Linked DNA regions of Mus musculus: regions 1, 2 and 3 are each linked to region 4. The links are chromatin contacts, called in public Hi-C, HiCAR-type and promoter capture Hi-C maps. All regions are on one chromosome and are shown on one strand. The core of a region is the stretch at or near the end of the contact, and the rest is flanking DNA. Distances in the headings are between cores, read along the strand shown.

Region 1 (6,003 bases), core at 3,381-5,880, 2.0 Mb after region 4:
GAGGCAAGCATAAGAACAGAAGCAACAGAAACCAAGGTTACTTGGCATCATCAGAACCCAATTCTTCCACCATAACAAGTCCTGGATACACCATCATACCAGAAAAGCAAGATTCAGATCTAAAATCACTTCTCATGATGGTGATAGAGGACTTTAAGAAGGTCATAAATAACCCCCTTAAAGAAATACAGGAGAACACAGGTAAACAGCTAGAAGCCCTTAAAGAGGAAACACAAAAACCCCTTAAAGAATTACAGGAAAACACAATCAAAGAGGCAAAGGAAATGAACAAAACCATTCAAGATCTAAAAATGGAAGTAGAAAAAATTAAAAAAAAATCACAAAAGGAGACAAACCTGGAATTAGAAAACCTAGAAAAGAGACTAGGAGTCATAGATGCAAGCATCACTAACAGACTACAAGAGACAGAAGAGACAATCTCAGGTGCAGAAGATTCCAGAGAAAACATTGACACAAAAATCAAATAAAATGCAAAAAGCCAAAAGCTCCTAACCCAGAACATCCAGGAAATCCAGGACACAATGAGAAGACCAAGCCTAAGGATACTAGGTATAGAAGACAGTGAAGATTCCCAACTTAAAGGGCCAGTAAATATCTTCAACAAAATTATAGACGAAAACTTCCATAACCTAAAGAAAGAGATGCCCATGAACATACAAAAGCCTACAGAACTCCAAATAGACTGGAGCAGAAAAGAAATTCCTCCCAACACATAATAATCAAAACACCAAATGCACTAAACAAAGAAAGAAAATTAAGAGGAGTAAGAGAAAAAGGTCAAGTAACATATAAAGGCTGACCTATCAGAATTACATCTGAATTCTCACCAGAGACTATGAAAGCTAGAAGATCCTGGGCAGATCTCATACAGACCCTAAGAGAGCACAAATGCCAGCCCAGGCTACTATACCCAGCAAAACTCTCAATTACCATAGACAGAGAATCCAAGGTATTCCATACCAAATTTAAACACTGTCTTTCCATAAATCCAGCCCAACAAAGGATAATAAATGGAAAACACCAACACAAAGAGGGAAACTACACTCTAGAAAAAGCAAGAAAGTAATCTTTCAACAAATCCAAAAGAAGATAGCTGCACAAACATGATTCCACCTTTAACAACAAAAATAACAGTAAGTAACAATCACTGTTCCTTAATATTTCTTTACATCAATGGACTAAATTCCCCCCAAAAGACATAGACTAACAGACTGGATACATAAACAGGACCCAGCATTTTGCTGCATACAGGAAACACACCTCAGTGACAAAGGCAGGCGCTATGTCAGAGTAAAAGGCTGGAAAACATTTTTCCAAGCAAATGGTCCCAAGAAACAAGCTGGAGTAGCCATTCTAATATTGAATAAAATTAACTTCCTACAAAAAGTTATCAAAAGGGATAAGGAAGGACACTTCATACTGGTCAAAGAAAAAAAATCTACCAAGATGAACTCTCAATTCTAAACATCTATGCTCCAAATGCAAGGGCACCCACATTCATAAAAGAAACTTTACAAAAACTCAAAGCATACATCACACCCCACACAATAAGAGCGGGAGACTTCAACACCCCACTCTCAACAAAGGACAGATCATGGAAACAGAAACTGAACAGAAGCACAGTAAAATTAGCAGAAGCTATGAACCAAATGAATCTAACAGATATCTACAGAACATGTTATCCTAAATCAAGACCTCATGGTACCTTCTCCAAAATTGACCATATAATTGGTTGCAAAGCAGGCCTCAACAGATACAAGAAGATTGAGATAATCCCATGCACACTATCAGATCACCATGGACTGAGGCTGGTCTTGAATACCAACAAAAGCAACGGAAAGCACACATGCACATGGAAGCTGAACAACGCTCTACTCAATGATACCTTGGTCAAAGAAGAAATAAAGAAAGAAATTAAAGACTTTCTAGAACTTAATGAAAATGAAGACACACCATACCATAACTTATGGGACACAATGAAATCAGTGGTAAGAGGAAAACTCATAGCTCTGAGTGCCTCCAAAAAGATACTGCAGAGAGCTTACACTAAGAGCTTGACAGCACACCTGAAGGCTTTAGAACAAAAGGAAGCAGGTACACCCAGGAGGAGTAGATGGCAGGAAATAATCAAACTTGGGGCTGAAATCAACCAAATAGAAACAAAAAGAACTATGCAAAGAATCAACAAAACCAGGAGCTGGTTCTTTGAGAAAATCAACAAGATAGATAAACTTTTAGCCAGACTAACCAGAGGGCACAGAGACAGTATCCAAATTAATAAAATCAGAAATGAAAAGGGAGACATAACAAGGAAATATATCTTAATAACTATTCTGTTTGTTGAATATTAACAGTTGAAAATATTAAATTAATGTTCTACAAACAAACAAACAGTGATATCTAAATTGAGAGGCAGACAAAGTGAGGAATTAGAGAAAGACTTGACAGAATAAGATCTGCCCAACTCTCATGAGAAGAGAGAGAAAAGGGAAGCTACTTAAGAAAGCAGTGCCCACAGAGAGAAAAATGAGAGAGGCAATTTTACCATGAGAGCTTTACAGAGACAGGTTAAAGACAGAACAAGCTAGACACAGGTGAAGACAGAGCAAGTCAGAGAAGGAGCCAAAATATTAGAACAAATTTTCAAAGTGATTATGAGGCCAAACCGAGCAATTCAGAAGAGGAGAGAAGCCAGATTGAATCAGTTGGCATGGGGAGGAATTTGAGTCAGAACAGCTGAATTGGCCAACCAGCTAGAGATCAGAATGAACTAGAAAGAGTAAGCTTAGTTAGCAGCAAGTCTCAGAGGCTGAAAACATTCTAGACCTAGATTAGGTTGTATGGAAGCTAGAAATGTTCAGGACAAGGCCTAAGTTAGCAGATTGAGGTAATAAGCCTTGGAGACAATTAAATCAGGTAAATAAAGGATAATTTTACAGTGCTGGAAGTTCATTAGTAAGAGGCCAGCTATGAAAGTATATAAGAATTATACACTGGCAGAACATGTATTTATTAAATACAAATGAAAAGGAACAGCACATGTACTAATGTGAAAGATGTATAAAATATTTTAAGTGAAGAACAGCAATGCTAAAATGCTGTCATTTGTGGTTTTCTAAATTAATCCAGGAATACAGTAGCTCTTCTATAGCATCTAGAAATGTTTACTATCCAGGAATAACCCCTGAGTTAGCTTGCAGATCTCAATTCATTGTGGTGGTTACATAATAGTGTGGGTGTTCTTAGAGCCATGTTGCTTTAAAAACAAACAAAACAAAACAAAATAAAACTCCTTTGGATGGGATAAGCTGTAAGTTAAATGGATGACCACCGAACAGTTATTCAATTAACTAGGTCTATATAATAATGTCTCCATCAAAATTCAAAAGGCAGGATGTGGAGCTTCCAAACAGTTGGAGACTGATGCCTCCACAGAGGGCATAGAAGTACCACACCCCTTATTCGTAAACACAGGGATATCTATCCCTGCTTCACCTGAATCCTTTGCAATACGCTTTGTAACACGTCAGTAAGCATGTTTCCTGAGTTCTGTGGGATCTGAGCTCTGGGAGCAGTTAGTAAAAACCCTGATTTCCAGCCAGTGGGTCAGAAGCATAGGTAAAATAAAGTGGAACTTAGAACTGATGTTGAAAGTGGGAACCAGTCTTGTGTCTTGTATACACAGCATATAGGAACCATCCATCTGCACCGAATTAGAGAGCTGCAAACGGTGTTCAGAGAGGAAACTTTGCTTGCTTGCTGGTGAGGACAAACTTCTAGCGTCCTTTGAGGTCAGACTGCCATTACACACACACACACACACGCACACGCACACGCACACGCACGTACAAAACCATGGCAACCATCAGAAACTTCTCCTTGGGCTAACTTCAAACTCCCAGAATCCAATCTTACCTGCGTCTCCCGTTTAGTTTACCACCAAGTATATTAAGCACCTAATTATTTTCCATGAGTAAAGTTAATCCTAGAATAAAAGAAGTTAGTTCCTACCTACTAAAAAAACCATGGACTTCCCAGTTCCTCGAATTCAGGGTGACAGTTTTTTTTCCTGCTCTGTATTGGTCTATCCTTCCAATGTAAATTCCTACTGACACAAGACCTGCTCTGTACCTGCATAATCTATCGTGGCTACCCTCGAACCTAAAATAGGAATGGGAAAACTGAGCCACACAGGTGGCAACCGGGTGTGCACCTCTGGGTGCACGTACTCCGTTCTCCAGCTTCTATTGCAGATCACTGCACAGCCACCCCTGCTCCTGGCAGACCTCTACATAAACTAGAATCGCAGCACGTACCTGATACCCAACAAAGACCGGACGAACGTAATAGATGTACCTGTAGTGCCTTCGCCAGGGCTCTAACCTGCCCAGATCTACGCTAAAATTATATACGCCAGCGCCCAGCAGCTAAGGGTGTCTATTTGCTGCTTAAAAGTTTAGGGAACGTGTGCTACGAGGACGTGAGGATGTGCCGAAGCTCATGAAAAAAGCCTGCGACCAGAGCCAAGAGGCCAGAGCGCCACAGCCTGGCGGTTCTTGCTGTTAGTCTCCGAGCCCGCGACGATGAAGGTCGGCGGGAAGGAGTCCAAAGGGATGAAGGACAGGGGGCACTTCCTGCAGACGGAGCTGGGCACCGAGGGGGCACTTCCTGTAGTTGGAGCTGGAGACTCACTGGCAACTTCCGGCAAGCGTTGTGCTCCTTAGAAGCCTGGTGACAATCTCTGGTGCACCGGTGGAGCCAGGTCGTGGTTTTCCTGACCCGCACCTCTCCTGGTAGTTTCGAAGAAACCAAACACGCGCTCATTTCCGTAAATCATTTCAACAACAACAACAACAAAAAAAAAAAAAAAAAAAACCAAAAAACCCTGTAGGATGTACCTGAGGGAGCGCTCTTGCTTGACATACTTACTGGGTTCGGTCCCCAGCACCACAAAAGAAAAATTTTCCTAGACTGTCTTCCATAAAGACAAAGCTGAGTTGGCCTTTACAGGGTCTTGTGCGGACAGTCAGTTGGGTAAATACCCAACAAAGCCCTAAGGTGAGTATACAGATTTTATATGCGTGCAAAATCCCAGGTAGCTTGAATTCAAAAGTTAACCATATTTACTTCCTGTGTATTCGACTGGGAGATCATATGACAACTTGGAGCTCTCTTGCTTTGTGGGTCTCAAGGATTGAACTCAGGTGTGTTGGCAAGCACTTACTGGCGGATCTACCACCACAACCTTCCTAGAGATGTCTTATAAATTCTCAGGACATTTGGGAACGTTTTGTTCATCGAGAATAATAGCTTTTGAAGCACTTACGGAAATCAAAATGTAAGTTTGCACTTTATTATTTGGCTAAGACAGCAATCCTTTTTCTATAGCAGCTGAAAAATATTGTTGTTTTGAGTGTTTATGAACATCCACATGTGCATGTGGGTATGGAGGCCAGAGGTCGATTCCTGAGGCTTTTCTCTATAACTCTTCAACTTTATTTTTTAGACAAGGTCTCTTACTGAATCTTGGGGCTCACTGATGCAGCTACATTGGCTGCCAGCAAGCTCTGGGGATCCCCCACCCCCAGGGGGATTATAGCTCTATACTACCATCCCTACCACTGTCATAGGCATTTTACCAACCGAGCCTCTCCCAGACCCATAAGCATAAACATCCCAACAATATTCCGTTGTATAGGGTACAATAATTTACTTAACTATCCTCAATAATGCAGGTTTAGTTATATTCTTTATTAAGTAATGCTGTAGGAAACACCATTTAAAAATCTTTACTTTCTTTTTATAGCTTTAATTTTATTCAAAAATTACTTTGAAACTTTATTAACACTTTACAGACTGTTTACAATACTGTCAATATCATTATTTCCATAGAAAAGTATTCTCTTTACACTATCAATAATTATGTTTTTATGTTGCTTTAAATATATTTGTTGAGTAAATATTACACACACAAACTGACGA
Region 2 (6,059 bases), core at 412-2,911, 2.0 Mb after region 4:
CTGAATGGTGGGCCTACTACTGCAGGTGAGATGGAGTTTCTCTCTGATTCACATTCAAATCTTTACTAATGTCATTTTAAATAGTAAACAAAACCTTATCTTCTTTCTTTCCTGAGTACAGGCCAAAGCATTTTGTTGGGATCAAGGAAGAAGAGTAGAGCTGAGGCTAGAAAAATGAACACTGATACATTCTTAATAACGGCTTCACACACTCACGTTTTGTCAGCTTGCCTATCTGGAGTCTCACCAGCTGGGCAGAGTACAAAGGTACAGGATCAGAAGACTGTTTACCAACACAGGCGTTTGCCAAATAAGTAAACCAAAGACAAGGGTTTTGTTTTTGTTTTTGTTTTTTGTTAAGTTACAAATAGAGAAAAGAATGCTTCAGGGATCCCTGTATACCCTCAGGAGGTTAAAGATCCAATTCCTTAAGAAAAAGAAGGAAGATGAAAGGACTTTCAAAGACCACAAGAGGCATCAACTCAATGACCATGGCAAACTGTGTATGGTCAATATTAGCTTTAAAAACCTGCAAAAAGAACAAAGGGTGTTAGTGGGAACTCAGGATCAGATCGACTTATCTCTAATCTATCGCCAATCTACCTATCATCACTTCTAACTATCAGCCGTCCGTGTGGTTCTCACACTGGAGAGGAATCTCGCTGAGGGTCAGAAAGCTGGCAGGTCGGCAGCAATGTCTGCTTACAACAGGGTCCTAATCCTTCGCGGTTAGACGCTCCTCCTGTTTCTCAAGCTCCTCCTCCCACCAAAAAAAAAAAAAAAAAAAAAAAAAGGCATCCCCAGGATTTTAAACCTCTGTGAGCCTGACCATTACAAGACACTACACAAACCACTTTTACTCTTTGCTGTGGGATAGGCTCTTTTCCAGAATGTTCTATTTTCCCTCCTAAAATACAGAAATCATTCATTATAAAGAGAACTGATAAATAGTACTAACATTCAAAAGACAACAGCCAGTACCAAGGCTGATCGATGAAGAGAAAGTGCTGTCCTAGTTAGGAAAAGCAACAGGAATAATAACAGCTATCTTTACACTGTGCAGATTACCCCGTGCCTGGTACTATTTTAAGCACCTTTGCACAAATGAAGCCATTTATTCCTCACAACAATCCAGTAAGTTAGGCGACATCATTATCCCCTAAAATAGCAAAACACAGAAAGGTTAAGGGACTGGGGGGAGAAGTCACAAAGGAGCTGAGGCCAGATTCGACCAAGCAACCCGATTCCAAAGTTCTGGCTCTCTTCCAGTACCCCAGAATAAAGACCTTGGAACTGACCTTGTCTCCAGGAAAAGCAAAACTGTGACGTCTCCCATTTTCAAAGCTTAAGTACAAGACCCGAGAATCCCATCGCCAAACGCCCTGAGACTGACCAGACACCCGGAACCGGCCTGAGGCGAGGCGCCCGAGGCCCTGTCGGGCGCTCGGCCCAAGTGGCCACCGAGTTTATCTTCTCGGCGCCACTAGGCCGCGGAGGAAGATGTTTTGTCCCACCCCCAACCCCCACAAGCAGCCGACCCCTGCGGGAGGACGGTAACAGGACGGGACCCAAACCCACCCGCGAACGCAGCACCTCGTAGCACCCCGCAGTCACAAAAGTGTCGAAAGTCCGACCCCGGGGGGCGGGGCACAGAGCACTTCCGGCTTCTCTAGGCACCAGCGACACTCTATGATCCCCCCCTTCTCCCTCCTCTTAGTGGTTGCTTCGTAAAAAGACTTTTAAAAAGAAATTCTTTTAGCTGAAGTAGCAATGCAACATTTTCTCTCCTCCCTTTACTTCCTCCAGTTTTTTCCGTCCTCTTGGTTGCCTCGTAAAAAGACTTTTAAAAAGAAAAAAATTTTAACTGAAGTAGAATTACATCACTTTCCTTCCTCCCCCTAGTCTTTTCTCCTACCCTCTCACTCTCAAGCTGATAGCCTCTTTTCTTTGTTATTGCTACATTCATGTGTGTTTGTGTATATGTATATATGTTGTATATATGTATGTGCATGAACAAGTATATATCTATATCTATACAGATATAGAGATATCTGTATCTATATATGTACATATTCCACTGGCTAAGTTTTTGTTTTTATATGTTATTTGTGTGCATATGATTTCAAGGTTTCAAGACTGCATTGGACAGCTAATAAGAGGGCTCATCTTAGGGAGAGACTAATTCTCCATTTCCCAGCAGTCAATAGTTGCCAGTAGTTCTTTGGTTTGGGGTGGCACCCTGTGAAATTTTACCCCCTTCCATTGATATTGATATTGTCTATTGATACTGCAATTGTTTCAGTCTTGTGTATGCAGCCATTTCTTGGAGGCTGTTTCACAGCTGACATCCTAGATTTCTTACAATTTTTTTTTTGCCTCCTCTTCCTCCATGTCCTCTGAGCCATAGATGCAGGAGACATGATGTGGATGTATCTGTTGGGGTTGGGACCACCATGATCTGTCAGTCTTTGTTCTGTATCCAATTGGGTTTTTAGTGATGGTCTCTATTCTTTATAAAGAAAAGCATCTTGGATCACAGGTGGTAGCTACATTATCCAGGAAAGATGACTCTAGCACCAAGAGACTTTCAAAATTTGTTTTTTCCAAGGACAACTAAGGGAAGATAGCAAAAGAATGAGCTCCTATATAGCCTTCCTGAAATCTCTGTGATGTCAAGAAAAAGGAAAATTATATGTTCTCTATCGTCATAAAGAAGCCCTAGGGAAATGCATAAGAAAATGTTTGTTTAGAAACTGCATGAAAAGGGAAAATAAAAGTGAGAGGAAATTAAACTATTAATTATAAATATATAACAGTATTTTTGTTTTTGTTTTTGTTTTTGTTTTCCGAGACAGGGTTTCTCTGTGTAGCTCTGGATGTCCTGGAACTCACTCTGTACACCAGGCTGGCCTCAAACTCAGAAATCTGCCTGCCTCTGCTTCCAGAGTGCTGGGATTAAAGTCATGCGCCACCACGCCCGGCAACATATAACAGTTTTCAGGACCATTCTGAATGCCCTTTATAGAAAAAGCCAAGATAATTTAATCTTCAACTTATAATTAGCAAATTTAGCAAAGCTACTAAAATTTCAAAATTGATATTGATAGTTACATTTTTATAACAAACACAAATAAGAAAACATCACCTTAAAAGATAATCATTACAGTAGCAAGAAAATATAAAAGAGACCTCAACAGAAACAGAAAGGCTTTATTTATTAAGGATAGATAGTTGAAAGCCAGAGAAATTGGCTCATTCCTATGATCCCAGCATGTGGGAAGCTGAGGAGGAAGAGCCACTTCAAGTTACAGCTCCAAGTTCCAGGCCAGCTTGGAGTTCTGGATTACAGGGTGAGAGCCATCCTCACAAAACAAAACAGCCCCACTCATGGTCATGCAAGTAAACACAATTAAACCCAGTGGTTCACACACACAAAGAGACATCATGTTGTGGTGATCCCAGCCACAGAATTATTCTCATTGCTACTTCATAGCTGTAACTTAGATGTTATGAATCATAATATAAATATGTGATATGTAGTATATCTGATATGTGAACTTGGTGAAAGAGGTCCCAAAGAGGTCATGACCCACAGGTTGAAAGCACTACTATAGACAGCATTGCTTCTATTTTTGTGTCATAAGTACGCGTGGTCTTATTTATCTATATGAAATCTAGGAACTACAAATGAAAGCATGCAATATTTGTCTTTCTGAATGTGAATTCATTTGCTTAGTACGATTATCACCAATTATATTCATCTCCTATAACTTTTGATATAACTTTTTCTTTACAGCTGAAAAATTCTATCTATCTATCTATCTATCTATCTATCACATTTTAAACCTATTTCTCTGTTGAATGGATGGCTAGTTTAGTCTAAGAACTTAGCTATTGTGAATAGTGATGTAATAAACATTGATATGTAATTATCACTGTGTTATGTTTACCTGGAGTCATTTGGATAATGTTCAGCAGTGGTATAACTGGATCATATGGTCCAGTTAATAAAGATTTTCTCTCATTCTAGGCTGTCTTTCTCCTCAATTATTTCCTTTGCTATACAGACACATTTTAATTTCTTCCTTTCCTCCTTTAAAAAAAAAAAGATTACACACACACACACACACACACACACACCACCACCACCACCACCACCACCACCACCACTGTCCTCAGACGAACCAGAAGAGGGCATCAGATCCTATTACACCATGTGATTGCAGAGACTTGAACTCAGGACCTCTGGAAAAGCAGTCAGTGTTCTTAATTTCTTTAGACAGCATTTGTTAGCAGTTGGCATGTATTTCCTGGAAGACTGGCGTCATCCTCACAGTCATCCTGCCTCTGAAGCTTTTCTCCTACTTTTCCTTCTAAGAGTTTCAGCGTTAAAGATCTTCCAATAAGGTCTGATTCATTTAGGGTTGGCTTTTGTACAGGATCAGAATAAGGATCTGCTTTCATTCTCTTCCATATGCAGTATTGAGATCACACACACATCACACTGAAAACAGTTCTTTAGGAAAAAATGATGAGCACCTGAATGGCAAAGCTCACTGGAAATTAGACTCCTTTTTTACTTTCACTGTATTTTTTTACATGTATGAGTATTTTGTCTGCATCAACGTCAATCCACCATGTGAACGTGTGGCACTGGAGAAAGCCAGAAAGGAATACTGGATCTCCTGGAACTGGAGTTACAGGTGGCTGTGAGCTGCTATGTAGGTGCTGAGAATCAAACCCAGGGCTTAGGCTAGAGTAGCAACCCTCTTAGCTCTTGAGTCATCTCTCCATTCCCTATTACTAGAAAAATTTAACCAATAAATACAGAGGCTTAAAATGTGGCTCAGCGGGTAGAGTTCATCCTTAATGTGTGCAGAGCCCTGATTGCAGTCCTCAGTTCCACAGAGTGTGGTGATATTGCTTGTAATCCCAGTACTTGGGAGATAATGCAGAAATTTAGGGTCATCTTAAATTGAGCTACATATTGAGTTTGAGGCCAGCCTAGGATATCAAAAAGAAATTCATAAAAATAAGTAGTACAAGGTCATACGGTCTAAGAAATAATGTGAAAATATTGTAGATGTATATCAGGTATTTACATAATTAAACTGTTACTTTTTAAATTTTTGCTTGTGATGCCTGAAAGGCTTTAAAATTTGTAACACATGTCATGATTTTTCCAGACTAAATATGCATTTGGTACTCTGTTTATAATTTTGATTTATTTTTCTTAGATATGGTTTCAAGAATAGTATTTTATTTTGTATTATAAAATGTATGAGAATGAGAGACTTGTGTTCATGACTATTATATACAGTCCAAGAGCAAACCTTTAGCACAAGACTGTATTAAACAGACTTTGAATAATTAATAAAATTTAAAAATCAACTAATAGCATAAACTTGTAATTTCCATATTTGGGAAGCAGAGGCAGGAGTATCAGGAGTTCAAGGCCATCTTGGGCTGAAAAGTGAGTTTGAGGTCAGACTGAACTAACTATATGACAGTCTGTTTCAAGGGCACAAAGACATCAGCGTTAGCTTCTGACTCGTGTTGTCTGCTCTCTTCTCTAGTTCTGTGGTTACTACCTTGATCCCCGCTTACACTGCTTTCATTAAGGACTTCATTGCAGTTTTTTACTGATCCCCCTGCTCCCATTCTTACTTCCTTATAGTCTGTTTTCCAAAAAGCTGCTACAATAACATTTCTGGGTGGGAATTTAATCATATTACCTAGATTCCTCTCTGGGGGATACAGGAAAAGTAAGTGTTGGTGCTCTTTGCTGCACATTCTACTTTCTAGTCAGTCAGAATTGCTCAGTTTTTTAGATGCATCAAGTATCTCAACACAATCTTGCTTAAACATTTGAAGTATTGTTAAAGCACTTTTAATACTGTTAAAGCACCATTAAAATAATGATAGGGCTTTATTATTACCACTTCTTTTAATATTTTCAATCATATTGAGAGCTGGGACTATTTAACTCATTTATTAATAGCTGTTTTACTTGGTCCTAGCTACCCTGAGCAAGGCCTGTTAGCCACAGCCCATTGGTC
Region 3 (6,804 bases), core at 3,923-6,422, 2.1 Mb after region 4:
ACAATATTTAATTGGGGCTGTGCAGTGGCTATTCCTGGTTGTCAACTGGACTATATCTGGAATGAAGTACAATACAGAATTGGAAGGCTCACCAGTGATCCTAATCTGGAGGCTGGGAGATACAAATTTCTGACTTGGATCTTGGCATGGAGATCTTGAGGTATAGTGGCTATGAATCCCAGAAGATTAAGACAGGGAGATCTCTGAGTTCAAGGTCATTTGGGATTAAAGGCTTGGTGAGACACACCTTTAATCTGGGATACACCTGCTGGAGACCTACATAAGGACATTGGAAGAAGGAAGATTCTCTCTTTTCTTCACTTGCTTGCCCTGTGGGACTGAGCAACTGGTAGGTCCTTGGACTTCCATTCATAGCTGCTGCTGACCATTGTCGGGAGTTGGATTATAGACTGTAAGTCATCAACAATTCCCTTACTATATAGAGACTACCTATAAGTTCTGTGACTCCAGAGAATCCTGGCTAGTTCCGGCTGGCTTACAGGGTTAGAGGTTCAGTCATCAAGTCACCATTATCATCAAGGCAGGAACATGGTGGCATCCAGGCAGGCATAGTGCAGAAGAAGCTGAGAGTTCTACATCTTCAGCTGAAGGCTGCTAGCAGAATACTGACTTCCAGGCAGCTAGGACTAGGGCATTAAAGCCCACACCCACGGTGACATATCTACTCCAACAAAGCCACAGCTATTCCAACAAGGTCATACCTCCAAATCATGCCATTCCCTGGGCCAAGCATATACAAAAACCATCACAGCCCCTTTTCTCAAATGAGAAAGATTAAGATCAGAAAACCAAGCAAAAGGAAAAGAAATGTTTGCAAAAACAGTTAATAAGAAGTTAACTTTTTATTACTTGAAGAGTTTTTATGATAATAAGAACAACATTCCTCAAATAAAACAAGTATGAACACTTCACATTAAATAACTACAAGATCAGAAATAGTGAAAAAGATGCCTTGCTCTTGAAAAGGGAAAATAAAAAGCCACTTTCATCGACCATAAAAGCAAAGACATAAAGCATTTTGAAAAATTAAAATGTTGGTAATGTTGGTCTGTGACCCAGTGAATTATAAAAGACCGCGGTAGTGCCTACTCAAACCAAAGCGTGGGTTTTACATGTGACTTTAAGCTTTTCACTAATAACTGTTCCAGAAAAGCCAATTTCTTAGACTTATAGCCTTTTCCCCTCACAGTGTGCTGCAACTTGTAATTATTTAACCCTTTTCAAGTTTGACCACAGTAGATCATACATTCTATGGTGGCAGTGGCTAAGGGCCACTTACAGATTTATCCACTTATTTACAATATTCAAAACACTGCTTTCCCCTTTATTCAATAAATATTTAAACAGAGAAGATCTGTTTCAAGGCTGGTGCTCACAACTGATGAAACGGAGTGAAAAAGTCTCCACAGTCCTTGCTCTTTCCTGGGCCACCAGCCTGCTGTCTCTCCACCAGGGCTGCTCTTTATCCCCATCTCAAGAATCAACACATCTCTTTGGTTTGAGTTCATTTCTAATGACATTAAGTCATTATATCCAGTAACACTTCAATACAATGGAAACAATAAAAACATGTCAAAATTAGGTTTATATTATACCAACAGAAACATTTCCAAGATGTACTGTTAACTGAAAAAAATAAAGTGTCTACCACTCTATATAGTGAGGTATAGTTTCTAAAAAATGGAATGTGCTGACGTAGAAGCTCAGCTTCCACCAGTTTTCCTCAGCTGCCCTTGGGGAGACCTAAAGCAAGTTATACACTCAATGCAGGTGTCCTTTTATCTCAGCTCTTACGTGCAGCTCAATATGAGGTCTTCCTTGGAGGTGAGATTTCCATGCTCTGCAACCATCTTGTCCCCTACACCTTTACATGTGTTTTTATTTCTAGGTGGCTCTAATCTACCCTTCGGAAGACTTAAGCACACTGGATCTTCTGCTTTCCCTCTTGATTTATGGATAAACCCTGTGTCCATTTCAAACAGGATTCATCCCATAAAGCCAAGTTTTTCTTTACAAACGTGTCATAAACACACACATTTTAAAATTCAAAACCGCAGCAGGCATTTGTTGGTTGTCTATCTTCTCTGCCTAACATTTTCCGATAGCCACACCTGTCTATGTAGCATCCACATTGACCATCCCTGCTGTGCTCATGAGCCAGCTATTCTGTTCACCAGGCAACGGCATTTATTTTAAAGTGAAAATTTGTTTAGGATACCAAGTCAGAAATATTCTTTCTGGCAGTGACCTTGGAAGACCTACAAATAAGGCACTGTGGTGAGGAGCTTGGACTATACAGCCTATAGAGGGCCTACTGGGTGCTGGTAGCTGAGAGCAGGTGCTCTTGAGGAACTACCCAGGAACCACTTTTCTCACTGTGGTGAAACAAGTGGAAAACATAAGATGGTATTGAGGTGGTGGGAATAGATAATTTGCAGAGCAGTCTTTGAGAGATGTTTATTATAGTCTGCTTGAAGTTGAGACATGATTGGAAAAGATGGACTTGGTGCTTCAGAAACTGGGCAAGGCTGCCTGCCAACGAGCTCTTCGCTCCTCTACCAGGGTGGGTCACTGTGGTTAATGAAGAACTTTCAGAAAATCCAGTGCTTCTCAGAGAATTTTGTTTTAAAAATCCTTCTCTGATATAGTGACAATAAATACTTCACTAGGACTCAGTGAAGACACATGAAAGAAACATGCATAAAAATCTGAAAGTGAATGACCCCCTAAGTAAACTACTGTAAACCCACTTCAGTATGATTGCCTTAAGTTAGTGGTGGATAAAGCTTTCAGTAACTTCCAGTAATATAGGCAGAGAAGAAACTATTCTCAATATTGCTTCTAGGAGGAAATACCTCAACCTCTTAATGATTGCAGATAAACACAATATACATATTTTTATATCTATTTTCAGACTAAACTAGGTTCTGATGTTCAAAATGAACTCATCTCTTCCAGAAAGTGGTTATAAAAGTTCTATTATATCAGTAATTTCAAGAATAGTATATATTAACAGATTACCAGAATATTGTTAGCACTAGACTTGTATACCATTGGCATTTGCATATATGCATACCATTTGGGTCAAGCCAGTGATCGCCCCATTGGTACTAAGTAGGAACAGAGGAGAGTGTGGCCCAGGGTCGGATGAAGAGCACTCCTATCTCACTTTTACAACATACAGCATTTGGTGCTACTTTCATCTTATGAAGAAACAGCATTGGTTCAAAGTGGAAAATGCCCAGTCCCTTCAAAAAGAAATGTTCTTTCAAGAGATTTGGCAGCTCTTTTGTTTTAAAAGGGAAACCACTTTAAAGAAAACAGAGCCATAGAAAAGGATGGTGGGAAAAAGTTCAAGGTGTATTAACATCCTGCTAGAAACAGTTTCCCAGACTTTCCAGTTACAAAATTCCATCTCCTTAAACAAGTCTGCTAACTACAGTCAGAAGAACACTGCCCACTGGATCCAAATAGTTCCAAAACGTTCAGCTTCTTGGGCATTGCTCTTACGTTCTTTTTGTCCGGGGACAAATGACTCCAAAAATTAAAATCCTCCTGACGGGGTTAGGGGGAAATCACCGTAGCAGATGGGGGACTAGGCACTTTTCAGTTTAGTAGTACTAACTTCTATTTTGCAAAATACAAACTTGTATATGCACAAAAACCATGGAAGGATACAGAGACTTTTTTTTTTTTTAGGGAGGTAAATCATGGACTGAAGTGACATTCAACTTTTTAGTCATTTTTCTGCAATGTTTGTAAAAAATTTTAATGACATCTCAAAAAGTGCTTTTTACTAACACAGTAGGTACAATAGCACTGGTAAATGGTAAAACCATTTACTATTACTTTGGCCATACAAAGCCTTTGTTGTTAAACGTCCCACAGTGAAACAAACAGGTTGTCACTTGTCATCTTTCCCTTTTGTCTTTCTGTACACCATTTCTCGAAAGCTGGCTAGGATCTTATTTTCTCTCTTCCGCCTCTCTTCTTGGTTAAAGGATGCAAGGGCTCGTTTCTCATCAGCACTGTAAATCTGGTTCTCTTTACGCAGTCTTACAGCCTCCATTCGGCGATGCCTGCTACCACTCATGACGTAACCTGAACATTCAAATGAGGCAATCTCTTCACTTGTCAACCCAATTTCACCTCTTCGTGGGATACGCTTCCCGGCTTTTACATATTCAGCCATTGCTGCACCTTCACCAGGAAGCAGAGCATGGCCATAATTCAAAGGTTTCTCATCTTGAGAGGTGTGTATCACAGGTGCTTCTGGGCCTATTAAATCCATGCTCTCTGCACTCATCGACTGTTCCATCCACGCATCTTCTGGCAAGTCCCTTTCTGAAGCTTTGCAGCTTATGTCATTGTATTCTTTTTTAGTCCTCTTCTTCTTGAGCTGTTTTGCCCGATGTTTCTTTTTCTTCTCTTTCTTCTTGGTTTTAACTTTCTTTTTATCACTATCAGAGCTAGAATGACAGTCTGAACTGCTGTCATAATATTTTTTATGCTTCCTTTTGGAAGGCTTTTTCTTTCTTTTTTTCTTTGTTGAATGACTGGTCTTTGTCCTTTTTTCTTCATTGGTGAAATCTGAACTGCTACTCTTCTGATTCTTCACCTCATCTTCAGCTGGTGTATGTTCATCAGAATCTGGCTCAGGAATCTTGGGTGACAGTCCCCATACCTCAGGCGCTCCCAGCTCTCCAATCCTCTCTCTTTCCTTCAGCCTCCTTTGCCTATAACTCTCCTCCTTTTCCTTCTCCTGGTCCTCAGCCCACGAAGGATCTCCCGCATAGTTGTGGTGGTAACGGTATCCACCACAGATGGGAGAGGAAGAGCAGGCAAGCGTACGGATCCCCAGCGGTAGCGGTCGTTCTCCAGACCTGGGGCGGCTGATGGGATGCAGTGGCCGGACGCCCTGAGCACCCCGCGGAGGCTGGAGCCCCTCAGGACCGCTGAGGAGAGAGCCGAAACCGCCTCCCCGAGGTGATCGGCTAGTCTGTAACGCCGACGGTGGGCTCTCCGAGAAACGTCGTCGTTTCTGAGAGCCCAGAGTGTCCTCATTAGGGCGAGATCGGGATACAGGCGACATGGTCCGCCTTCAATCAACCACCGCGGTGGCGGTTATTCCAGAAGTCACAACACAGAGAGCACGCAGCTCCCGCACAACCCGCACACAGCGCAGGCGCACTAGAGACGGGCGGGCTGTAGGCGGGTCAATTCCGGGGCGTAGCCCGGTGCAGCCCTAGTCCGAACCGTGGCGCTGAGCCTCCGATGGAAGCGGGAAGCAGCCCAGAGCCTGCGCAAGAGCCCTCTTCAACCTCTGGGGCGTGGACAGTCACTTCACTTCTCACTATTTACATTCCCCACCTTGAGCCCCAGGGGAAACAAAAGGAATTATCATTAATGAGTCCTGCTGTCTGTCTGTATTGCTGTGCTTTTTATTTTTTCGATACAGGTTTTCTCTGTGTAGTCCTGGCTGTCTGTCCTGAAACTCCCTCTGTAGACCACGCTGGCTTGGAACTCAAGAGATTCACAGGCCTCTGCATCCCGGGTACTGGGATTAAAAGTGCTGGCCACCACCTTAAGGCTATTTGCTTTGCTTTTTTTTTTTTTTTTTTTTTTTTTTTTTTTTTAATATTTTCGTTATATACATTTCAAATTTCAAATGCTATCCCGAAAGTTCCCTATACCCTCCCCCCGCCCTGCTCCCCTACCCACCCACTCCCGCTTCTTGGCATTCCCCTGTACTGGGGCATATAAAGTTTCTATTTGCTTATTTTTAAGTGGTGCATATGCTGGCTTGGAACTTGCTAGGCACCACTCAAGCACCAAGATTAAAGGTTTTCATAAGCAGAACTGTGATGGATAAGAAAACTTAACTCTGGACCAGGCATCGCTTAAAATAGCTGTTGATTCGCATGAGTTCCTAGCAGCCTGCATCCTCCACAGAATGAAGCTACTGCTGCGAGATAAGAACGAAAGAATGGGGCGCCTGATACGAGATAATTGGCTTTTGTAACCCTCTTTCCCTGTGGGAAAAGGGACGAGCCGTTTTCTCTATCTCTGTGTAAGGGAGCAAAGCAAATTTCCCACACAGCTGCGGATTTCATATAAGGGAGATAATTGTAATGTCCACCTTTATGCTTCCCATTGCCCTCTATGTTTCCCAATTTGGTCATAAGATTGAGTCCATCTTACTATCAGTAAGAATAAATTTATTGATTTTAATCTAAATTTGGGTTGCGTCTTTCAGTTTTGCCCAGTGGAGTAGAACTATGGAACACAGACATCTCTTCCTTTAGATTTTTGTTAGATCTTTTCTTAGAGTCATATGTTTACCACCGCATGGCTCACCATTCCTTTTCCATTCCTGTCTCCATCTTTTCTGCTGAGTTAGTGAAGGATTCCTATTGCCTTTACTCCAACTACCTGCCTCGATGGGACTTGACAGCTGCCTGGTGCTGCTGCAGATCTGCAGTCCCAGCAACTAAGAAAACCCAAGTAATCATGAGATTCTGCATCAAAGAGTGTTGGGTAACTGCTTAGAGTATGCCTTGCCAAAGGTTCAGTTGCTGGCGACTTAGCAAACAATCCTGTTCCTCTCTATTGGAAGCAAAACCTAAATTACTTCTGGAACTAAAGTTTGAGTTTAAGTTTCTGAGCTAAGTGAATTCCAGAGCATTATGTTCGCAGACTTCTGCTCCAGAAACATAGATTCACTAGTTTACAAGGTTTCTCTTTAAGGACATTTCTTCAGAAATCCGCCACTTGCAGTTACCT
Region 4 (6,660 bases), core at 992-3,491:
GTGTTGCGCTTTAGAAACTGCTGCCTATCTATAGTTCCAGAGCCTCTTCTCCACCAAAAGGGTCCAACGCATGAGTTCCAAAATGCAACATCAGGAACCAAATTTGAAACATCAATCCGTAGATCCTCTACTTGCTTCTGGGAGAAGGGGTGAAGCATGGTGAAGTCGAGTAAAGCTAACAACCTCCATCAGTCTAGCTGAGGGAACTTAGTGTACATTTTCTTCACTGATGAAAAGTTTGGTATTTGCAGTATGTCTGAAAGAACAGAATGCATGTGCCACGCCCAGAAAACTGCAGGAACTAAATAAAGACACAGTAATCCTTAGAAATGCAAGTGCTAATAGGAAAGGCTCACCTACCTACTGTTACACCTTCTCAGCTCTTGTTTGGACAGAGCAGGACTGCCTGCCAGTGCTTTCCAAATGGAAAGTAGGTAAACACTGTCCTGGAAATGAGTGACAGCTGGAAGAAAGGGGATAAAAGCTAGAACTGAAGATAAGCAGAGGGTTTGAGTCTTGCCTACAGCAGCAATTAAAAGAAAAACTACTATGGGATACAGTACTAGGGAAAAGAAAGCCATTCTTAAGAGGACCTCTAAAGAGAAAATATAAAACAATTAATGATTTCATAATCAAAACAAACAGAACGCGGCTGAGAGTTTAGGAGTGCCTCGGAAGGTATCTGAAGTCCGCACTTCCACAAGGAAGCCTGTTCCTTCTTCAGCATTGCCCAACCCAGGTCAGCTCAGCCACCTCACTAGCCCACCATTAAGGATACAGCACTGCTGGACTCTCCTCCCACTGTGCCTGCTCTTCCAGCTTCTGCATTTGTAACTGGACACTTCCTGCTCCTCCCCTGACTAAATCACTCTAAACATTCAGGTCTCATCCAGAGCATCACCTCTTCAGGGACATTTTCCCAGATCCCACACCACAGCCACACCAATGTCCCTTACTGCCAGATTTTCTAGCATTCATTCCTATCTAAAATCATATTGTTATTTGCACATATATTCTATCTTCACTAAAATCAAAGGAACTCGAGGACAGAAACCTTATCTAGCGTTCAATACTCAATTTTCAACACCTAAAACAGCATGTGGCATCATATAAACTGTCTAATAATTAAATCCAAATGATAATCACTATCCTGAGAAGGTAAGTCCTTGGAGCAGTTTTAAATCCATTTCTTTAATGCTTTTGACAATGCAATCTTTAAAGGTTCATGTTTGAGACAGGAAGATCTCAAAGAAAAATGTATTCTTCCTTACAATACAAAACATTACATATGTGTGAATATTATGTAGGGGGGGCACAGTCTACACTGTCCCTTCATGGGCATGATTATCTAGCATTTTACTTATGCACAGATGCAGCCAAAAATACTGTAAACTGCTCTTTGTCATCAAATCTTGCTCTATAAGTGGATGATGGACAGAAGAAGCATAGATGGGATTTACCGTTAGGAACCTTAAACAAAAACATCAGACGGAACTTGCTATAGTAACTCGGTACCCTGGGAGGTCAGACGGCTACTGTGTTCATTCAATCAGCCTTACTAACCTTATCCAAACTAGTACTGGGTCAAGTGATGGATTCCATCTGTGAACAGAGACAAATGCCTTTACAACTGCCATACTAAGAGAACACTAAGAAAAGTTCCACAGTGTCCACCCATGTTCCAACCAAAAGAGGAAGAAAAAGAGCCCTACTGAGATTTAAAAAAAAAAAAAAAAAAAAAACTAAAGGCAGGATGAGTGGGCAATGCGGAGAGCTGAAACCATGGCTAGAACATTCATGACTCATGCTTTAATTTTCGTTTTGTTTTGTTACATCAGGGCTTTTCTTGACGAAGGCACAAGGCCAGTAACAGACAGTACCTGCCGGCCTACACCCGCATGTCACCTTGGACTTGATGCGGATGCAAGGCACGGGGCCGAGGCTGGACCACCTGCCTCCCGGTGAGTGTGGGTGTGGGCCCGGGGCCAGCTTCCCTCCCGCGCTCCGCCGCGTTCCGCGGCTGCACCCACAGGCCCCACGGCCAAGGCCAGGTCTGGGGAGCCCGGCAAACCCTGGAACCTCAGGCATTTGGCTTCACGACCTGCCCAGCAGGGCGCGGAAAGACAGCCTACCTCCTCCGCGGCGCGAGCCGCCCGCCGGCCTGCAGACACGGCTCCGCGGTCCCCGCCGGCGGGGCTGGGGCGGGGCTGCAGGGCGGGACCCTGTCCGTGACGTCAACGCGCTGGTCACGCAAAGACGCTGCGGCTTGCTGGAAAAGTGAATAGTGGCAGAGGAGACGGCGGGTTGGTTTACAGAACTGTCAGTTTTCGGACGACCAGTAGATGGCTCATAAAGGAGGCAGTGGGCGGGCCTAGGACTAGCCGCGCCTCCAAAGCCTGTTAAGGTATCCAGCTTCTAACAGCAGGCTTTTAGTGGGTTTTACCTTCCTGAGAATTCTACGGAAGGCTTCTCTTAGATAGGTTTTAGGCTGCAGCCGGTGAGGGGTAACTCTGAGAGTGGATTTCAGGCCCTGGCCCCTTGGTTTCAGCTGTCCACTAAGAACTTGTCTATTCTAGGACTCGACCGTAAGTCTCAATCAGCCCAGTCTTACGTAGGAGTAATGCCTTTGTCTTACTGATAGTTAAGGCTAACTGTATTTACTTAGTTGTTATACACGACATTGGGCACTAAGTGATGTTTTAGATTTTTCCAATAGCTGGTACAGTTACGTCCTTAAATGCAAGAATACAAAGGAAGATAAAATATATTGCACTATGAGTGCTGAAGACTCTCAGCCTGTTAGAGGAAAATAATATTAAGAATAGTATTTTTAATAGATACTCTTATAAAGTAGTTTAATCGTTTTTATAATGTTTACATTACAAATGTGAATTTATATACGTGCAAAATTTTGAACAGTGCAAGTTGGGTGAGAACTGTTTTTATAAACCAATCAAAGGCTCAGTCTTTGTGTGATGGGTCCTTCCTGCATTGACATGTGAAAATATTTGTTAACACTCAAGTTCAGTTCTTCATCTAGCCTTAAATGTGCCTCATTGCTTTTTAAATGCTAAAAGTCTTCAGCGCCAATGATATAACTTGCCATCTCTATGCCCTTAAACATACAGTTTGTTTGGATTTTTTTTTTTAATTGCTAGTATGAGAAATGCTACCTTAAACATGTGTGAATGTGTTTTCCTACTTCTGTCCAAGTACTGCTTATGGTGCAGATGACAACAAAAGAACAGACTAGATCTCAGGCATACATCTTCAATCCTAGTAGTAGAGTCTTCAGATAAGGGCCCCTAGTGTTGCTACAGTGTTCATTTCCACCCATAAAGTTTAAATAATCCTATTTACTACCCTTTGGAAGAGAAATAATATGCAAGCTTTTGTTGTTGTTGTTGTTTTTTTCAAATTGATGAGCATGAGAAAAGTTAGGGTTAGGGTGTGTGTATATATACAAACTAAGTTCAGGGTTCTTGTATACAATGATTTGGGTGACAAGGTGAAGCAACTTGTGTGACTACTGTAATGCAGACGCCTTCCACTTAGTAATTAAAACACCTCACACTATCCTAATACTGTCACCGTGATTAGTTTTGCCTGCTTTCAGACTTTTGTATACATACAAAGTACATACTTACTCCAAGGCTCCTTTTTCTTGATACCTGTGATGGCTGGTATTGATTATCAGCTTCACACGATCGAGAATCATCAAGAAGACAGATGTCTGGGCATGTCTGTGTAAGTTTCTAGCTTGTGTTAATTGAGGTGGGAAACCCACTCTAAAGCCACCTCATTCATATTCTGCGGTCCCAGAACAAGTAAGATGGAGAAATGAGTGGAATAGCTGTGTTCATGTTGATGTGTTTCCAGATATGTAGATGTATCCCACACTTCGGCCACCATGCCTTTTCTGCCATGTTGGATAGTACCCTAAATATAAGCCCAATATATCTTTCCTGAACTTGCTTTCTGTCTTATATTTTATCTAAACAATAAGGAAAATAAGTAATATATCACTATATTTGTAATACTAATACATAGTAAAAGTGTTATAGTAATTTATCCATTCTCAGTTTTGTTTATAATTCCAAATGTTGTTCATTCTACTGTTGCTCAGCATTAGGTAATTGGATGTTTGGAGTAATTACAATGATGCTGTTATGGATATTCTTGCACCTTGTCATTGGTACCTGTAACTATACATTTGATCTTGATATATAAGAAATGTCTCACTGTGCCTCAGGATATAAATACATGTTTAGCAGGAATAGACATTTCCTAGTAAATTTTTGGTTTCATCAATTTCCACATCCGCAAACAAGGAAAAAAATCTGGATGCTCAATATTTGGATGGATAATATTTTCAGCTGTAATCTTTCATACTTCTTTTCATCTTTTACATGTCTATATTTATAAGTATCATAACATGGATTTGACTTGCATTTTCTACATAAAAATGAGTTTATAAACTAAGATTATTTGTATGTCTTTTGTCAATATCTCTCAAAAAGTTAGTTTTTGCTAACTCTTTAATTATGTTATCAGCCTTTTCCTTAAGGCTTTCTTATATTCTTGATATGAGTTCTTCATCTCAAATATATTGTGTTAGAACATGGCCCAGGAATTGTGAAGGCCAAAGTTATGTTTTAAGTTTTAATTACTGTACTTAAGAAATCTATAAAATAAAAATGCCTCTAATCTGAAACTTCCACTTGACCAAGGGCAGATAACTTCTTGGAGTTCTGGGAGCTATGGTTCATGTAAGACAACAAGCCATGGTTTTCACTTCTGTAAACAAGGTTGCTTACCTCAACTACACAGGATGTCCTTAATCACATGTATGTGAGCAGTACATAGACAGGAAGTATATCAGGATGTATGCTTGCCCCTGATTGGTTGAAGGCAAGAAATACGTAGCTGTGTGGGGTTTGCCTTTATAAGCAATTGACTAGCATACTTATGGCCACTCTCTGGGAATATTGGTATGGACCTGGCCAGCATCTATTATCCAGTCCAGTATTTAATAAAACGTGCTTCGAATTTGGCTCAAAAATTGTGGTAGTAGGCTTATTTTCACCTAGTAGAATTAACGTGTTCTGGAGGCCCCAGCAAAATCAGACAACCAACCTAAAATTTAAAGCTAGACCTTCATTCCCAGACTCCAGGCCTTCCTTAAAAGTTATACAGCTTGAGATATTCCAAGCCTTGGAGAAGTGCTTTCAGTTTTGTGTACTATCAAAGTGAACTGCCATGATGAGAACAGCAGCAGCACTACAGAGGCATCTCCTAATCAGTCACAGTATGGTTGTCTCTGTGGGATCCTGATCTGGAGCATGGAGGGGCTCAACAAGACCCAAATATTCTTCCATCCAGGGCAAAAAGCAGGACATCGCTTGCCCACCTGGTTCAGGAAATTTGGAAAGTTTTTGTCAGTCTGTTTTGTCCGTGTGTTGATGGATTTCTGTTTTGTGGTATGCCCATAAGCTTTATTGCAAGCCTGGGAGCCTAGATGGATCTGAGTCAGGCTCAGCTGGATGTATGAGTGATGGTGGCCACCACATGTTTTGTTTCTGGCTGATGTCCTTCGTGTGGGAGAGCTTTCTGTGTTCTGTGTTTATTGATTTTGTTTTTGATTTCCCTGCTGATGCAAGCCACCAGCCACCACCACTAACTTCACCTGTCATGGCTGCTTTTACTGCCAGAGTTCAGAATTTATCTCTAACCCTTTTGGTCACTGGATTGAGTTTAGCAGAGATTTAAACATCATTTAGGTGTGGATAACATTAAAGTTGCTTTAGGCTGTTCTACTTTATTGAGATGCTTGCTCTGGGGTTGGGTGGCAGCTCTCCCTTCTCTATACCCAAGCATGTTTATTTAAGTTTCCTCTATGTCCTTTGTCAGAAGAGCCACCTGATTCTCTGACAGAGAAAAGAAAGCAAAGCAGAACTGCTTTAAACATTTGACTATTGGGACTAAAGAGATGGCTCAGTGGTTAAGAGCACTGGTTGCTCTTCCAGAGGTCCTAAGTTCAATCCTCAGCAACCACATGGTGACTCACAACCATCTATTATGGGATCTGATTCCCTCTTCTGGTGTGTCTGAAGACAGCTACTGTGTATTCATAATATATATATGTGTGTGTGTGTGTGTGTGTGTGTATATACATACATATATATATATATATATGTATGTATACACACACAAATACATCTATGTATATATTATATATTATGTACAATATATAATAAATCTTTTAAAAGAGCTCATAAAAATGGACTACATATAATGTATATAATAAATCTTTTAAAAGAACTCATAAAAATGGACTATTGGTTTCATTTAACTGTCTAAAACTTTGGTAAAATATAAGCCCTACCATAAGATTTGAAAGACTATTATGTGAATTATATGAACTTCCTGGACATCAATATATGTAAGTTTATTGGGTATGGTTAAGTCCTGTAATATCTGTAACAAAAACGTTAACTTAAAACTCATAATACAGGGGGGCAATAGTTAAAAGTCTAGAATAGGTAATTTTAAAGGAACTAAATGGTGTGATGTCATCTGGAATATAAGTAACATATGGTTTGCTGCTATCTTAGCCCCTGCCCCCTATTAACATAGAGGTGACCAAGAGTCCAGTAGCCA

Evidence for each region. Promoter capture Hi-C pulls out the DNA fragments that hold promoters and counts their contacts. A called contact is a pair of places that touch in the nucleus more often than the background predicts. HiCAR-type assays count read pairs that join an accessible place to other places.
Region 1: a contact with region 4 is called in a promoter capture Hi-C map of cranial neural crest. The contact joins the promoter of Pgbd1 here to the promoter of Stard3nl in region 4. A contact is called at or near these places in 2 of 39 promoter capture datasets (cranial neural crest and pre-B cells).
Region 2: a Hi-C map of muscle stem cells shows a contact between it and region 4, with 2.8 times the contacts expected there. The contact joins the promoter of Zkscan3 here to the promoter of Stard3nl in region 4. A contact is called at or near these places in 4 of 39 promoter capture datasets (cranial neural crest, liver, pre-B cells and 1 more) and 1 of 484 Hi-C or Micro-C datasets (muscle stem cells).
Region 3: a HiCAR-type map of astrocytes shows a contact between it and region 4, with 2.8 times the contacts expected there. The contact joins the promoter of Nkapl here to the promoter of Stard3nl in region 4. A contact is called at or near these places in 1 of 39 promoter capture datasets (pre-B cells) and 1 of 115 datasets of contacts at active chromatin or transcription factors (astrocytes).

What each region holds. Positions count from the first base shown.
Region 1 is chr13:21,436,423-21,442,425 of GRCm38.p6, forward strand. It overlaps Pgbd1 (piggyBac transposable element derived 1), which reads right to left and starts at 4,631. Exons shown (of 5, transcript NM_001162920.1): 1 at 4,338-4,631. It overlaps Zscan26 (zinc finger and SCAN domain containing 26), which reads right to left. Exons shown (of 6, transcript NM_001347491.1): 6 at 5,758-6,003. 4930470G03Rik (RIKEN cDNA 4930470G03 gene) reads left to right here and starts at 4,049. Exons shown (of 4, transcript NR_151504.1): 1 at 4,049-5,079; 2 at 5,214-5,359.
Region 2 is chr13:21,401,094-21,407,152 of GRCm38.p6, forward strand. Zkscan3 (zinc finger with KRAB and SCAN domains 3) reads right to left here and starts at 1,662. Exons shown (of 6, transcript NM_001145778.2): 1 at 1,579-1,662.
Region 3 is chr13:21,463,329-21,470,132 of GRCm38.p6, forward strand. It overlaps Nkapl (NFKB activating protein-like), which reads right to left and starts at 5,173. Exons shown (of 1, transcript NM_025719.3): 1 at 3,719-5,173. The coding sequence starts at 5,113. The coding sequence ends at 3,926.
Region 4 is chr13:19,393,572-19,400,231 of GRCm38.p6, forward strand. It overlaps Stard3nl (STARD3 N-terminal like), which reads right to left and starts at 2,242. Exons shown (of 9, transcript NM_024270.3): 1 at 2,133-2,242. It overlaps Gm40827 (a long non-coding RNA gene), which reads left to right and starts at 2,276. Exons shown (of 2, transcript XR_873152.2): 1 at 2,276-6,660.